Regions from separate parts of the Oryctolagus cuniculus genome. Here region 2 is linked to region 1. The links are chromatin contacts, called in public Micro-C maps. All regions are on one chromosome and are shown on one strand. Each heading gives the region's core, a stretch centred on a gene start, on an enhancer-like site or on the middle of the called end of the contact. The rest is flanking DNA. Distances are from core to core; before and after follow the strand shown.

What was found. A called contact is a pair of places that touch in the nucleus more often than the background predicts.
Region 2: a Micro-C map of ear pinna shows a contact between it and region 1, with 8 times the contacts expected there. The contact joins the promoter of N4BP2 here to the promoter of UBE2K in region 1. A contact is called at or near these places in 2 of 6 Hi-C or Micro-C datasets (ear pinna and an unstated tissue).

What each region holds. Positions count from the first base shown.
Region 1 is chr2:33,548,496-33,553,677 of mOryCun1.1, reverse strand. UBE2K (ubiquitin conjugating enzyme E2 K) reads right to left here and starts at 3,157. Exons shown (of 6, transcript XM_051842473.2): 1 at 2,983-3,157.
Region 2 is chr2:33,872,218-33,877,399 of mOryCun1.1, reverse strand. It overlaps N4BP2 (NEDD4 binding protein 2), which reads right to left and starts at 2,148. Exons shown (of 19, transcript XR_011386210.1): 1 at 2,010-2,148.

The sequences.
Region 1 (5,182 bases), core at 1,908-4,407:
AATGTGGTACAACACAAACACAAGCAGACCTAGATCCAAATCCCAAAGCTGTATGTTCGCAAATAATTTTACTTCTCCTGGATCTCAATTTTCTCATCTCAGAAATCTAAATTCAAAGATTTGTGTTTAAGAATTAACAACAGTGTATAAGCAAATGGCTACAAATGGCAGCTGTTAATACCAGTAATAATTGACGGTAAATAATACAACTTTTGAATAAAATAGAATGGTTTTATAACATCACAATCAACAATTCACCTAATCATCTCAACAACTGAACTCATAACTACAAAATGCACCAATCCAGACAACTTTGAATTATTACCTAAAACTCAATTTTAGAAAATAGTTTCCAACAGCTACAAGATGGATTTCTAACACTGTCCTAAGGAAAACAGGCTTAGATGGTGCCTTTATGTATTTTATTTAGTCTGAACAGATCTCTTCATACCCTATACACCCAACCCCCCTACACAAAAGAAGCTACTTTTACCAATTTCTCATGATGCTTTCACCTGCACAAATACATATTCTAATAGTTGTGTATAACCTCTTGTGACATTAGCTATCTTCACAAAGACACAAAAGGGCTCCCCAAAAAAGGGGGGGTCTTTAAATCAACCACTAGTTTTAGTAAACACAAGAACAGGAAATAAACTTCAGTAAACCAGAGATTCACATAACGTGACATGACGAAATAACTTATTACTGATCGGCCATTCAAAATACTGCATTTATACCCTTACAAAGAACACCAGTCCTTCAATAAGCTGAAAATAATCAACATAATCTACTTATATAACTGGGCCCACTAAAATATTGATGAAAATAAAGCTGTTTATTAGTTATATTTATTTCAAGATTAAACTGCTTGACCTTAACTAAAGGTTCTTCGCAACTCACTTTCTCCGAAGCAGTTTCCTTCCAGATTTATAAAGGTACTTTAAAAATAATTTTGTTTGTATTTCCTGCTTGCTTTCTCTAAAATACTATGACACTTTTAAAAGTAAGGCTCTAGTAGCCCTTACATTTAAAAAAAAAAAAAAAGATTATTTTAACAATATGCACTTCTAGGGTAATACAAGTATTTCTGGTAATCCTCAACTTAAGTCCTTAAGAATACAATGATAAAGTCACCTCACATAAAGCAAAAAGATCACGTGAATTACCTGAAGCAGTAACTTACCACTTTTAAATAATACAAAAAAAAAAAAAAAACACCACAACTATTAGTTCATTAAGTTTCAGGCTTGTACACCCTTATTATAAAGGAAATGTTTTAGGATGTTAGCAACAATATTAGCCGCAATTCTTCATTAGGAATATATACATCAACTACCCTGGAATACATCTTTCTTATCATTACTAAATAGAAAGTTAGTACCACTGTTTCACTGCACACTCTCCAGACATTAATGACTCTATTCTGCATTGTACCACAAAAAATACAAAGTCATCCTTCCATTCAGAGTTTTGGCATATGAACGAACACAAAGGTCAGAGTTCATACACATGCTCTGTAGAGCTGATCATGACTTACGTACTACTATAGTCAATAGATCTGCTAGTATTTGTCATTTTTGAATTTTATAATGATTTTCTCCACATCTGATGTATGGAAAGATGAAATCACAGTAGATTCAATGACACAAATAAAGCTTAAGTGCTATTAGACTATGTCAATTACTCATCACATCCTGGGAAGGCTGAGTGTCACAAATCTTTATTGACATTATCAAAGCAACAATTAGAAAAGACACAAATAGCAATGATATATTCAATAATGACATGGGTGTGGATCTCGAAAATAGTAATTTTCAGTAGTTATGACAAACTGTACTGACACTTGCAGAGTTTCGAGTCAGAATTACTAGGACATTTTAAATACCTTACATAAGTAAATGTGGTCAGAAGTAAGGCATCTAAATTCTGCAGGACTCAACGGCAGAAAAAGACAATTTAAAAATAAAGAATATGCTATGTCAAGAGATGTATATTGAGTTAAACCTACTCAATTAAGAGACAACAATGTATTAACAGGGTGAAATCCTTTGTTTTTAATGGGTCTATTTTTAAAAGACACAAGTTTTAACCATGAGGGACATCATAATGGAGTTTCATGGCCCAACACGAGTCACAGAGGCATTGTCTTGAGACAGTCTGATATGTAACCTGTAAATAATGTTCTCAAATAAGCTACTCATTCACTATTTTTTCCTTAGCTAAAAATATGTAAATATCTTTAATACACTACCTAGCCTCTGCCCCGTTAAAAAGCACTAGATGTCAATAAAGAGGCCTAGGAACTGGGGGGCACGTGGAAAGGAGATAAAGATCTCATTTGGAATTAATTCCCTATCTCAGGTGAAAATTCCTTTATCCCATCCCCCAAACAAGCTAGTATCCCATTATGCCTTTCCTGTCTCCCCACGCCTAACTAGGAGGGAATACCTCTGCATGTCCTTCTCCTTCCCCCAGCACCTCAGGGCTCTCATCGCTCCTCGCCTTCGGAACGGACAGCAAAGGCCTAACAGGCAACAACCCCAAGACCCTTCAGAGTGTGGGCCTTGGAGCAGCGCTGCTCTCCGGATCCAGTTACCACCTTTCCCCTTCCCCCAACCCACTTCCCGGGTTTTCTCAGGCCCGGCCTTGCTGCCTTCCCACACCCCACAGCCACACTTCCAGCTGCTGCCACCGCCTCGAGGCTCGGGAGAGAGAGCTCGTACCCCGCCGCGGAGTGCACCCCTCTTCATCCGCCCCCCCCCAAACCGTACTCCTCCCCAGACCACCCGCCCGCGAGCCGTCCACCCCAGGGCCCTAGAAGGGAGGGGAAGGCGGCGGGAGGAGGAGGGGGAGACGGCCGCTTCCCCACAGGCAAAAGGGCGGCCGCGGGGAGGGCCACCGGGGATATCGGGGTCGCCGCTGGGAGGGCCCGCCCGCCCTGGGCCTTGGTGGGGGAATGTCCGGGAGTTCATTTCTGACCTCCTCGCTCTTCAGCACCTCCTTGAACTCCCGCTTGATTCGCTGCACCGCGATGTTGGCCATGTCTCCGCCCGCAGCTGATTCGTACCCGCCTCCTCCGCCACCGCTACGACCACCGCCACCGCCGCCACCTCTTCCTCCACCGCCTCCTCCCTCGGAGATTCAGATCCCAGCACACGAACACCGCCGCTGCCACCCCGGCCGCCGGGCTCTGCTCTGTGGAATCACCTCCGCGCCCGGCCACCAAAATGGCGCCGGACCCGCGCATGCGCACGACACCGACCCGGCCGGGCGGCGCAGCCGCTCCCGTTGTAGCCCCATACGCCTCAGCCACGAGCCCGCGCCGCGCCGCGCGTCTCAGCCGGAGCTGCGGACGCGTGACTCCGCCCTGCCGGCGTCTGGGGCCGGGCGGGTGCGGCTTCCGCGCTGGCCATCCCTGCCTCGGCCTCTCGGATTCGCCGCTGCGCCCCTGCTTCCCCCCACCCGCGCCTCGCTTGGACGACCCCCAGTGTGGTACTGGCGGGGCTGCCGGCCCCTGGCCTCTGCATGGAGGCCCGAGCCCGGCTGAGGGCTTCCTGCGGCCCCACGCGGCCTGAGCGTCGCCCTGACTCAGCCGGATCCGGGCTGCGTGTGCCCGCCGAGTCTGTGTGAAAGCGCGGCCCCGGTCGGCCCAGGGTCGGTTAGGACAGCCCCAGAAAAGCCACCGCGGTGGCTTGGGTTTTTTTGCTGGTTTTTTTTTTTTTTTTATGGTTTTTTTCTTTGTGGGGGGGAGAGGAGGGCAGAGCATGACTGCCACTCTTAACAATGATCATCTGAGGGACTACCCGTCATTAAACTCAGGGCGGCTATTGTTGGAGCCCATTGCTTCTATTTGAGATAGGTTTCCCCTGGAAAGATCTGAAGTGGGTTTAGAAACCAGATACTGACCGCTAATCTGTGGAACTAAAACCTTGGTTTTCAAACTTGAGTGTTCATCAAAACCCCTGGAAGTTTTTTTCTTTTCTTCTTTTTTTTTTTTAATCGTATTGGTGAGCCTCGTCTTTAGAATGTAGGCTGGGGCCGACGCCGCGGCTCACTAGGCTAATCCTCCACCTTGCGGCGCCGGCACACCGGGTTCTAGTCCCGGTCGGGACGCCGGATTCTGTCCCGGTTGCCCCTCTTCTAGGCCAGCCCTCTGCTGTGGCCAGGGAGTGCAGTGGAGGATGGCCCAAGTACTTGGGCCCTGCACCCCATGGGAGACCAGGAAAAGCACCTGGCTCCTGGCTCCTGCCACCGGATCAGCGCGGTGCGCCGGCCGCAGCGCGCCGGCCGCGGCGGCCATTGGAGGGTGAACCAACGGCAAAGGAAGACCTTTCTCTCTGTCTCTCTCTCTCACTGTCCACTCTGCCTGTCAAAAAAAAAAAAAAAAGAATGTAGGCTGGGCCTAAGGAGGTGCCTAACAAACTCCCTGCCTCTGCTGCTGCTGCTGACGATGAACCACTGGGCCAGGCTTGTGGAAGTCTACGCATTAAGGTGAACACTGGCCAACAGAAGCTCCTTACAGGGATGGTGTTGGGGCCTAGAGCCTGCTAAGGTGGCTGGCGCTAGTAGGCACTCAATCAATATTGAATGTGTAAAAAAAGGAAAATGGTGGAGGTGGATACTCTGTTTGAAAAGCTATTTGACATGGTCGACAGCGCTTGCAGTAAATAAGACGGTTTTGACACCAAGGACTCTTATGAGTAGAACTTTTGGAATGGGGATTAAAGGTCGTAATCACATAACCCAATCAGCAAAATGTCCTATTGCAAAAATACGGCAGCCACATGAATTTAGCAAAAATAACGACAATTGTGGCAGCCAAAAAGGAAGTAGCCGTTGGACATGAATAGTTCGGCAGAGGCACATGGCAAAAGGGAATTTCTTGAATTCCTGCCCCAAAAAGCAAGAGCAGATTTTCTTATTACAATTTTCTCCCCTGCCTGCTCTTTTGGCCAGCTTTGGTTTCCTCGTCTGTGAAATAAGAAAGCTAGAGTTAACGATCTCTTTCAAGTTTTAGAAGTTCAGAGTTACAAGGATCCTCTCAAAACATTTCCTAAGTGGACTAACGTAGACGATTAAAAAAAAAAAAAAAAAAAAAAAAAAACAACCTTCTAGCAGAGCCCCCTAGCGGTCCTACGAGGAGTCAACTATATACTGTACGTAGGTCACGATACAGTGG
Region 2 (5,182 bases), core at 899-3,398, 320 kb before region 1:
TTTAAAAAGAATGTCATTCCCTACCCTATTTTTTAAAATTTATATAATAATAATATACAAAAAAAAGAGGCTTCACATCTTGTAGTAAAATAAATTAATAAAGACTTAAGTTTAGGAACAGTAGAAAATAACTGATTTTCACATCTGTACAACAGGACGTTTGTCAACTTAGAAGAATGAAGAATGATAAAGGACTAGAATGATAAATGGCTGTGAGTATAAAGGTTTAAAATGTTATGAAAACTAAAAACAACCAAACAGCAACCACAAACTAAAGAAATAGCTTCTAGAAAAAAAGACACTAACAGTGATATACCTGGAACTTGGACAGTCTTACGAAACACAGCTAGCTCAACAGATGATCAAAAGATACAGATAAAAGCCCACCATTTCCATAACGTCCAGTACTTCTCACTCCATTCCAAGCAACTAAAGTCAACAAGTACCCAAACTGACATTCCCTGTGCCCATCTGCAGGGGCTTTCATTGTTGTGGTTGTGTTGTTGTTTTTGTTGGTCTGTGGTCTGTGTCATTAACTAAACTGTAGCCTCCTTCCCTTCCCACCATCTCCACACCCCTCCATCCCAGCAACAGCACTTATAATAAAGGCACAGAGCCTAAAAATCGCCTGCACTTCACACCTTTCCAAAACGACCAACGTAAGGAGATAAAGTGAACACACTCATCAAAACACAAAACTGCAGGTTACCTTTCTTACAGCGTGTAAGGATGCTTTCAGGGAAAAAAAAAAAAAAAACTAAAAGGTGCGAGCTAAAATGAGTTACAAGAGAGAGCTGATGTTTGCAAGAAAAACACTAGCGATAATCGATAGGAAGTGAAAGCTTGCTGTGGGGATTAAAAGATAACATTTAAAAACAAAACAAAACAAAACACCAGGAGAGGCAGCTGCGGGGCAGTCATTGTTTTCGGAGAGGCCAGGTTCGTCGCCAGGAGCCCCTGCTCCGGCTCAGCCAATCGCCGCCGGTCCTGAGTTAACCAGTCTCCGGGCAAGCAGCGCCTCCTGATTGGCTCCGAGATGCCGAGTAGAAAAACCAGCCAATCCCGCCTTCCAGTCACAACTGCGCCATGGAGCCCGTACAACCGCTGCATGGCGAGAATGTGTACAAACCCGTCCGCGCCGCCCAGACCGGCGCCTAGTTCCAAAGGCGGTCGCCGGCCGCCGGCCGCAGGACTGGGCCGGCCGAGGCTGCCCGCGCCCTAGCCACCCACGTTTGTCAGATGACTCTTGCGCGGGGAGAAAACTGTTTTAACTCAAAGAGCGTTGAGGGGCAAGCTGTGCCCCTGCTAGGATGCCTCACTCCATGCAAGGCTGATCTCCAAGAGAGCGCCGAGAGGGTCCCGCGGAGCAGGGCTCAGGGAGGGTCCCAGCGAGGGCCAAAGTCCCCGAGAGGGGAAGGGCGAGGCGATCCCAGGGGAGCGCGATGTCTCCCGCAGGATCCGAACCCGGAACGCGTGCAGTGAGTGGCTGTGTGTTGGGGCTGGAAGAAGTGAGTAAATAAACAGCTCTGCTCGCACTCCGTGCTCGGGAACGTGGCCTGAAGTTCTCAGAAGGCGACGCCGCCTGGGAAACACCGAGGGCGCCCAGAGAGGCGCAAGGTCAAGTCCCGGCGGGAACAAACAGGGAGGAGGCCCCGGGGGGCGAGAAGAGGGGTGTGTCGGGGCCTGAAGGTCCGCCAGGCAGAGAGGCCCGGGAAGCGGCCGCGGCCCCCACCTTCGCCCGGCCTCCGGCTGCGCGCCAGGGCCCGCCTCTCGCCGACGCCTCACTTCCCTTCCGTCCGGGCTGCGAGGCCCGCGGACCGGACGAGAGACGGCCCGCGCCCGCCCCCACGTTCGGGGCTTTGGGTCTCGCTCGCAAGCGCCGCCCGCCGCTGCCTCGGGCCCTCGGCTTCGGCTCGTCGCCCCGGGACCCCTTCCCAGCACCCGCGCTCCAACCCCCGGGGGGCCCTCACCTCAGACCCGCCGCCCGGCCGCCCACCCGCCGCCTTTACCTGCTCCTGGAGCCGGCAGAGGGCGTCGAGGCCGGGGCCGCGTCGTCGAGTGAGCGACGCGGCGCCGCGGGTCCGCAGCCCTTTCCCGCCGCCGCCACTGCGCTCTCCGGCGCGGCGCAGGGCTGGCGAGCTGGGGCGGCCGAAGGGGGGGAGACGCGCGGCGAGCGCGCCCGGCGGGGAGACACTGCCGCTCTCCGTCCGGCCGGGGAAGAGCAGCCTCACAGGAGCCAGCCGCGAGAGGGCGGGTGGGCGGCCGAGTGGGGAGGGTCTCCGCGAGTCGGTAATGGCTGCCACGTCGCCCAGGTGGATCGCCGCCCTCCGCCCTTCCCCACACCCGCCGGCTTCCCGCCGCGACCTCTGGTTCGTCCCAGAGCTCCGCCGGGGCGCGTCGGCCCGCCCCGCGGGGCCGGCCTGGGCGACCCGAGCCCGCTGGCGCTGCCACCTCTCGGGCTCCCTCAGGAGCGCGAGTCCCGGCTTGACCGGTTCTGCGGCATCGGACCCCCGGCCGCAGGCGGTCACCCGGGGGAAGCAAAAGCCCCTTGTCTGTGTGTCTGGTCCTGGGAGCAGGCAGGAGCCAAGGGGCCCGGAGTTTGTGCCAAAAAAAAAAAAAAAAAAAGCGGCGCGGTAAACCGCAGCTGCTTCTGGCCCTCCACGCACTCTCTCTAGCCCGAAAACCAAAACAAACACAAGGTCGACCTGGCCGCTCCAGGTGAGGGAGGAAACGGGAGCCGGGACTGGCCCGCGGGCGCGCGGCGTCCCGGCGGCAAGTTGGAGGGGACGGAGGGCAGAGCACGGCGACCTCCGATCCGCCCAGCGGGGGCTGCTGGCGCGGGGCCCCGAAGGCCAGGGCGGCGGGCGCTCGGCCGGCGGACTCGGCGTGGCCGCCCCGAGCCCGGCCGGGAGACAAAAGGGCCGGCAGCCGCCGCGGCCCGGACGAAGGCTGCGGGCGCTCGGTCCCAACTCGCTGGCGGAGACCCAGAAATGTGTGCACGCTTGCTCGGAGGGCCGCGGGCGCTGGCCTTTGCCCCGCTTCGGAGCTGGAGTTTCGGGTGCCGGGAAAAAAACACACACACACACACACACACACACAACACCAGTTTCACGGTGTTATTTCTCTGTTGCCGTCGCTGTGTTACTAGCCCGTCCCCCACGCCTGCTCCATTTTTCTCCCCCCTCAACTGCTCTCCTTGGTTTAGTGTTGTGTGCTCTTAAATATTTAGTGTCTGAAAAGTACGCCGATTTTTGCCCTCGCTTTTTGGGATATGGTGGTGGTGGCTTTGCCTATTTTGGCCTTCCTCTGCTCCCTCCCTTTGCAGTTAATTTTTATTCTACTTTCAGTGTTAATCAAAGATACACGCAAAGTATTCCTTTGCGTGAAGAAAACATTACCTGTCAGTGTTGTTATGGTAACTGCTTTAAACCTAGAGTAAATTCGAGGAGAGGGCAGGTGAGTTTTTTCTTCGTTTAGTGCTAACTGGAACACCTACTCATACTTAATGAGAACATTCTTTTTCTAGAAACCACTAATATTTCAGCAGAAACCTAAGGATGGCAAGTCTGATAAAATTACCAATCCAGAGAAAAATTCAAAGGGGGAAAGATTTCCTTTTGTATTTATTTTTGGTCTTTTTATAGATCCCTTGAGTTCCAGTGTTAAGAAATGACTATGCCAACACCTGTAGTAATGCTTTTATCAAATTTAAAAAGACAAAAAAATTGTTATAACCCAGACTCAAGATATAAATAGCTGTTGCTGAGAACCTAACATTAACTCTGCCTCTAAACATCCATTAAAGGAGACTAATAACTGTAATATATGGCACTTTCAAAATGAAAGAACCCTAGTAATTATAAACTTTAAACAGGTCTAGCAAATTAATATTAATTTTGTTCATATGAAATATGTTCAGCATGATAATAAAAACTTGCATTTAAATTCTCGATTTTCCTTTGAACACAGAATTCATTAAGTCTGAACATTAAGAAATAAGGTGTTCTTAACATTGGTGAATATATTTCAGGGCACAAAGACAGCGACCAGGCTAAATATTTAAAAATCTGCTTACTGTGTCAGTAAAAGGAAGACAGCAGTACCATAAAGCTCTTAAAGTCAGACTCAAATGAAGAACAAAGCAATCTTTGCTCAACATTCACAATGCCAGACTTTTATGAATATTTATCAAGATTTCCTCCTTCCTTATTGGTTCAAATTCTAAGCCAATGGGAAAAGTACAACACATCTTTGAAATCCTGAGACCTCGCTGTAAGTTAACACATGGGATAAATGGATTGTTTATCATGTTCATTCTCACCCAAGGTCATGTATGTTCATTGCAAAGATGTTGGAATATTTGAATTACTGAACACTATTTTGATGGGGGTGCTATTTCTGCTCCGACTCCACTTTGTAGTCTTCAGTTGGTATCACAATTGGCCACACTAGAATGGTGCCACAATGCACATATTTAATTCTCTAAAATGCGGAATGATTCAGGAATGGCAAAAGTAAAACATTTTAAGGTGAATCTTGGCATTTTAGTCTGGCTCTCAAAGAAATAATATATTTTGGAAAATGTCTTGGAATTTTCTAAAAATAATTGCCAAGGTGGCACAAATAAGCCTTTTATGTTTATCTAAAGCCAGCCTTAGACAAATGGCTAGATTGAATGACAAAATTCTAAATGCGCTTGTTTATGTTTAGTATGACTATGATTTTCTTCCAAACAGAAGTAATCAATGCCACCTTCATATTTGTTACTTTGATTTTGACTTGAGGCATTCCACTTAGTTATAATTATTTACATATTTTGTAATTCGCCTTACTAGATCATAAATCCCTTAAAGAGGCTTTGTTCCCCATTCAGCTTTATATTCCTCATTGCCAATCTCAGAGCCTAGTACAATGCAAATACTCTGTGGATGTTTGCTAAGTGAAAGAATGAGTGAACATTACTCTATGACACAGCATATGGCAAATCAAAAGAAAAGCTGTCTCGGGATTTTTTCTCCTCCTCTGCGTAACGGCTGATAAATCATTTTCATTCCCAATCAAACTTAGAATAGCATTGTTCCTAGAACTTTGCCAACATATGCTAGAACTCCTGTATGTTTTGATTTTAAGTCAGACGGAAACTGGATAGTAGCTAATATTGCTGTTATCTAAAGTAAGTTTC